2 separate regions of the Mus musculus genome follow, and region 1 is linked to region 2. Evidence: chromatin contacts called from public Micro-C data. All regions are on one chromosome and are shown on one strand. Each heading gives the region's core, a stretch centred on a gene start, on an enhancer-like site or on the middle of the called end of the contact. The rest is flanking DNA. Distances are from core to core; before and after follow the strand shown.

Region 1 (3,224 bases), core at 540-3,039, 110 kb before region 2:
GGAGGGGAAATGAGTAAGGTCTTTTTTCTTTTTTCTTTTTTTCTCTTCTTTTCTTTCTTTCCTTTTCTTTTCTTTTTATTTCTTAAACAAAACAAAACAAAACAAAACAAACCCTCCCCTAGTGCCTGGCACAGAGTGAGATACATTTGAAGAATGAATGGACGTTTAGGTCAAGACCCAAAGCAAATTTTATGAAGTGCACAGCCCCCAGCCGACCAGCTCAGCTCAGCAAGGAAGAAGGGCCTGCTGAAAATTTATCTTGCAAATAAAACGCAGCTGTCATTTCTGCATTTGCTGTGAGCTCTCAGACCAGTTCATTTCTGGGAGTCAGTCTGAGTGTGGAACTCTATTCATCTGTCACACGCTGACACCTGGGATGCCAAAGCGTGCAGAATAAAGCTGGAAAGGGTCTTACAAAAAAGGGTCTAGGAAAATCTCCTTGGCGGTGGCATCCAGTGTGACGTTTATATAGTATGTGGTTTCTAGGAGTCTGTGTGTCTTTTTCTCTTTTAAGATGTGGTCTCATTTATGTAGCCTTGGCTGGCCTTGAACTCATTCTGTAAGGCTGTCCTCTGATTCACAGAGATCTGCCTGCCTTTGCCCTCTGATACCCTGGACAGTATAGCAGAGAACGCTATGTTGATTGGATTACTTTGGTAATAAGAACAGAACCACTGGTAACAGTCAGTGAGATGGAATCTTCAGTGTCATTGGTCAGTGTCTGTAGAAAAGTGTGAGTGTGCCTGTTGGTGTGAAGAAAGAGTTGCACACAGCAGCCTTCTGAGCATGCATCCCTCCCACATGGGAACACAGAGGCATGTGAGCATTGGAAGGCTTTTTCTGGGAGGGTGGATCATGGGGTAGTAGACCATTGTGTTGTGCTGCAAACCACTCCCTTGCTCCAGAGCTGACTGTCTGAGTTGGAGCTGGTAAATCAGAATGGATAATTTGTAAGGGAAGTCCCATGAAGTTGCCTTTAGCTTCTGTGAGTCTGGGTTTTAGCATTAAGCCCTTCTGTAAGGGCCACCGGATACTCGCACGCACTGCCCAGACAATGATGGTGTCTGATGTCATTGAACTTTGCTATAGCCATTTCCTTTGGAACAAAATGAAAAGCTTTCAACATTTACAAAGGAAGGAAAATGTATAATCTTAGTGAGCCTTCTCTGCTGCAGGCTGAAAGGAAGCCACAGTCAAACCCAATTATTTCACTTCTCTCTCTCTCTTTCTCTCTTGCTCTCTCTCCATCTACATATATATGTATACATTCAAATATATATACTCAAATGAATATTAGATATATTTGAAATTTAAGTATTGTTTTCCATCTTTTTGGGGCCATTAAATTGAGATGCAGAGAATCTGAGCTCATCGACAGATTAAAAAGTTCTAAAGTTGACGTAATTTAAATTTAAATTTCCTCTGTGTGTGTGTGTGTGTGTGTGTGTGTGTGCGCGCGCGCGTACCTATGCATGTACATGTACATATAACATGATGCTAGTGCTCTTTTGACTTAATTTTAGTAAACACCTCCTGGCTTTCAGACATTCTATACTATATCTGCAAAGTTTGTGATTGGATTATATAATTTTAAATGACAGGGTCATTACCTCCATTACTTGACAGGTACTAATTTTTTCTTCTTCTTGTAATGACCTCATTGTTAGACCATCTTATTAAGGAAACCGAGGCACAGAGAGATGAAGGACTTTGCTAAGGTGATACAACTGCTAAGGGGTGGGGCTGGATTTGAACCACAGCACATGTACCGTGGTTAAAGCAAAGGCTGGTCAGAGTGAGTCACGATCTTGGTGCAAGGTCAGGCTGACCTCACGACATGAAGGACATGTTTATGGCGTTTCAAGTATCTGAGCTAATCCGAATCCTTTACTGCACGGCCAGCATCTAAAGTTATTTCACTCACAGGCATATGCTTTGAAAATTGAGTGTAAATCTGGGATTCATGAAAGGATAGCAAATTTGGCCAGTCAACAAGAAGCGCTTCTGACAGAGGGCTGGCTGTCTCCTCTTCCTTGGGGAAGAAAGATGAACTGGTTCAGGTCCCAGGCGATTCCTCCATTCCAAATGAATTATTCCACCAGAATAAAATATTCTTTCTCCTGCAAAAATCAGCTACTGCTTTTAGAGCCTCCAGTCTTTTTTTTTTTTTTTTCTCTTTCGTGGGTGATTAATCCTGATGGGGTGACGCTGGCCAGTTCCCTTTTGCTGTGACCTCAGAGGCAGCATCCGCAGTGTGACTAGTCCTTCTTGAGATGAAGTTGGGACCTTATGCTTCTGCTTCCCTGGGCCACCCACTTGGCTTCTGGCCTGGGTGACCGGGATAAGAACAGGAACTAGAGAGATGAGGTTGCAACAAAATTAAAGGTTCAGAGCTTAGAGCTTGACACCAGCTAATCCATCAGTGTTTGCTGCAGCTGCTCAGTTAAGTCCTGAGCTCTACCCAGTACAGGGCACTGCTTCAAGTCCTACTCCATAAGCACCGCTGAACTTACTTCTCATCTTGTTTCCAGGAAGCAGGTGATGCGCTCAAGGCTGTGTTCAACCGCACTTTAAGTTAGAGATGCTGAAGGGATTGATTCAAGGCCACGCAGCCCTTAAGCAGTGACAGTTACGGCTCGAACCCAGATTTTATATTTTAAGTAGCACATACAAGTTGTAAGCGTACAGAATCTTGTGCAGGTTTTCTCACGCTTTGTCCTGGTTTATCATCCTTCAGCAGTAGCCACTGTTTCTTACCATTTGTAAGTTGTCACTACTTGAACTTCATGAAACAAACAAACAAACAAACCGATCGAGTCACAGAGCATGTACCATTCTGTGTCTGACTTTATATTGAAGACTTTTACATTTATTTATTTACATTACAGGTATGTGGTAGCATGGGTGTAGAGGTCAGAGGGCCACTTGCAAGAGTTGGTTCTCTTTCAATCATGTGGGTCGTGAACTCAGGTTATCAGGCTTAGTGGCAAGCCCCTTTACCCATTGAGCCGTCTTGGCATCCCTTGTTTTCTTTTTGTTTAATATTATGTCTGTGAAATTAGTCTATGGAGATTGAACCCAGTGTGTACTAGGCAAACACTTGAACAAGGAACAATAGATGCACCCAGGCATGGTGGTGCAAGCGTTTAATCCCAGCAGAGGCAGAGGCAGTTGGATTTCTGAGTTCAAGGACAGCCTGGTTTACACAGGACAGCAAGGGCTAC
Region 2 (3,296 bases), core at 565-3,064:
AAATTATCTGCTAATTTATTAGCAGGTTGATTCATTTATACGGTAGTGGGTCTCGTTACGACATCTCACATGTGGATCTCCTGTCTCTTGATCCTGTTCACCTCAGCACCCTCTCTGGTCTCCTCACTCCTGCTGATCCCCTTTGCCCATCTGGCCCTCCCACTTTCCCGTTGGTGTTGGTCCCTGTCACGTTAAGGTTGCTCTTAGGAGCCTGGACAACTCAACAGCAGCTACACCACTGAAGAAAAGCTGTTGTTCTCTCCATGAACAACAATTAGCTGACTTTTAAATCCTCAGGGAGGGGCGGGGCCGTGTGAGCTCCTCCAGCTCTGTGATGGAAGGTTGGTCGCTCAGTCTCGTCCCAGCTGCTTAGTGCAACGACTGCGCCTTGCTGTGACAGTGCTCCAAAGCATGGCACCCCTTCCCTGTCTCATCCATTTTTTCTGTCTCTTCTGTGATACCCCTGGGATGGGGTAAGACAGGTGTCCCCTTTAGGGCTTTCTGTCTTGCTTATTATTATCTGAGAGCAAGTTACTCTTGGACACTCTGTGGGGAACATTCCTTACCTCAAATGCTTGGTGCTAGGAGTATTTCTGATCTCAGAGATCTTGAAGTTATTTGTGGAGATTTTTACTTGTTTGCCATTTCCAATCTCAAAATCCACAATGCAGAATGTTTTAGCTTTGGATTCGGAGTCAAATGCTCCAAAGTTTTGTCTTTTTTTTAAGGATTTATTTTATGAATATAATTATTTTTCCTACATGTATATTCTTGCACCACATGTGAGCCTGGTACCTAGAGATGCCAGGAGGAGGGAGGCATCGGATCTCCTGGAACTGGAGTCACTGATGGTTGTGAGCTGCCGTGTGGGTACCAGGAGCCAAACTCATGGTTTTAACCACTGATCAGTTTCTCTCCAGCCCTGCATTTTGGGCTTTGGAACTGGGGGTGATCAGGCGTGCTAACTGTTCTCTCTGAGTTACTGAGTGCTCTTGGGAGGGCACTTAAAGGTGTTAGGAGATGGATCCCCAGCCCCTGCTAAGTGGAGGTGGTGGCAGGGGGTAAAGGAAGAGAAAGAGGAAGAGGAAGAGGAGGAGGAGGAGGAGGAGTTGGTGGTGGTGGTGGTGGTGGTAGCAGTATGGTAGGTATTAGGAGAGGTGTGCATGGTGTTTCAGAGGATGCCAAGAAGGAAATTGTTTATTTGATTAGCATTCTTTGTGATCACTAATTTTGGGTAGCATCTAATTCTCAGATAAAGTACATTTTAACATTTTCCCTATGTTGCAATGGGGACATTGACACTCAGAGAAACGTAGTGTTTCTCTGCAGTGAGTGGTGTATCAGGTCCAGAGAGCACCCCATTTTGTGCTCTCTGTGGATGACTGCCCTGTGCTCTCTCTGTTTCACTCACCATTGATGCCCAAACCAGACCAGGGCCTGTGTCTAGAAGTCATTTTCTCCCAAGTGGGACTGTGCTAGAAGTGGCTGGGGCTCCCCATTGTACTGGAAACGAGCATCTTCATCTCCGTCAGAATGCAGTGCTGGACTGGGGTCTTCTTATGCTAGCCTGATCCTTCAGAGCTTCCCCGGCTTTTCTGTGGACTCCCGCAAGGAATAAACCTCTGTGGTGTTCCGTTGTTAGCTCTGTGTCTACTCCAGGAGGGTTTGACATTGGCAACCAAAGAGCTAGGGTTGAGCCTCATTGAATCAGCAAGCCAGGTTGATTTTGGCATTTCCCTTGCTAGTGTCATGGCCTGGCTCCTGAGACTCAAACTGTTGTTGTACATTCTTCAAAACTATTATATGAGCGCCACCTTGTGGATGAAAAGAGCACTGTCGTTATGGGTGACCATTTTTTTCTACACAGCAATGGTTGTTACCAAATGAGTATGATTTTGTTCTTGGATTTTGTGCCTGCAGTTGCTTAGAGATCATTAATTTAGTTTTTATTTTAAAACGTTAAACCTCTCTTAAGACAGTGCTGATACAAGAACGCTTAGCTACTTAAGTGACTGTCAAGTGGCTTTGACCACAGCCCACCTAATGACACGTCCATCCATCCAAATATGTTAATATATAATACAAAAACACCACAGTGCTTGTTCATACTTTATTGTGTGTGTTCTATGTAGTTAAAATACTAGTCCACACCTAATCAATTGACTTTATAACCCAACAGTGTACTTCTTACAAAGGAAAACCACTCTTTTTATAACATGGGAAATTGAAGTCTAGAGAGAGGTGGGGTTTGCCCCTCTTTGCTTTGGGATGGGCCTGTGCGCTCTGTTTTCTGGCCTCCTTGAGCAAGACATGCACATGGTATGCAAACCTGTATGCAGGCATGTGTTCTCTATCATTGCCAGAGCTATCCAATATCATTTCAATTCCTTGCCATTCCCACTGCCCAAGGGACCTTCACACACGCTCTCCTTCTAGTTACGCCTCAAGGAGGAAGAGTTGCAGGACTACCAGCGAGCTGAGGAGGAGGCGCTCACAAAACGGCAGCTTCTGGAGCAGTCGCTGAAGGACCTGGAGTATGAGCTGGAGGCCAAGAGCCACCTCAAGGATGACCGCAGCCGACTCATCAAGCAGATGGAGGTGTGTGGGTACCCGGGCTGGAGCCAGGCTGAGGGCACCTAGGGGGCGGGAGCCAGGCTGTGGGCACCTAGGGGTTGGGAGCCAGGCTGTGGGTACCCGGGCTGGAGCCAGGCTGAGGGCACCTAGGGGGCGGGAGCCAGGCTGTGGGTACCCGGACTGGAGCCAGGCTGAGGAGAACACGTCTGGGCCACCAGGGGGATATAGGAAGCCTTGGGCTTTCACTCTTTCTAGCTTGATGTAATCAAGACCCTTTCTTTGGAGTGGGGGGCAGCTTATCATGTTGTAGAGAGTTACGCAGGAAGGAATTGATCTGTGATTTAGCCTAATGGCTTCATTGCTTTGAAGAGGATATAAGTTATTCCCCAAAGAAATTAGCTGATGGTGTTGTGTCCCTTAAGTAATGGTTCCCCTACAAAGGCTCCAAGACTGCCAACTGTCCAGTCAGGTTCCACACTGTGCCGTAGACCCCAAACCACCCTGCACATCGGGGACCACTGACCAAACCACAGAGTCCAGTCTCATTCCTGGCCCATCTTCCTGAGTGTGTATGTATCATTGCCAGAGTTATCAGCAAACTGTGGTCCAATTCATTGCCATTTCCCAGTCCCAAGATAGTCTGTCTGCAACTGCCCAAAGCAGTTACCAGCTGGGGGTGAGTATTTACAAGCCTAATACTCAACACTTGAGAGAAACCCACA

What was found. Hi-C and Micro-C count contacts between places; a contact is called where the count stands out from the background.
Region 1: a Micro-C map of the HL-1 cell line shows a contact between it and region 2, with 3 times the contacts expected there. The contact joins two enhancer-like sites. A contact is called at or near these places in 1 of 15 datasets of contacts at CTCF or cohesin (large pre-B cells), 37 of 484 Hi-C or Micro-C datasets (B cells, CD4 T cells, the G1E-ER4 cell line and 23 more), 12 of 115 datasets of contacts at active chromatin or transcription factors (astrocytes, bone marrow-derived macrophages, craniofacial prominence and 5 more) and 3 of 9 other capture datasets (adipose tissue, liver and pancreatic islet).

What each region holds. Positions count from the first base shown.
Region 1 is chr9:71,756,181-71,759,404 of GRCm38.p6, reverse strand. The region is part of intron 1 of Cgnl1 (cingulin-like 1); the gene reads left to right. Among named protein-coding and RNA genes, the nearest start is that of Gm51713, 8.1 kb to the left of the region's middle. Within about 2 kb of position 1,789, at least 42 of the 459 cell types and tissues checked have an H3K27ac peak or open chromatin away from gene starts, as enhancers often do. A contact at or near this core is called in the HL-1 cell line, where this site is marked.
Region 2 is chr9:71,644,794-71,648,089 of GRCm38.p6, reverse strand. Cgnl1 (cingulin-like 1) reads left to right here. Exons shown (of 19, transcript NM_026599.5): 13 at 2,437-2,598. Among named protein-coding and RNA genes, the nearest start is that of Myzap, 54 kb to the right of the region's middle. Within about 2 kb of position 1,814, at least 7 of the 459 cell types and tissues checked have an H3K27ac peak or open chromatin away from gene starts, as enhancers often do. A contact at or near this core is called in the HL-1 cell line, where this site is marked.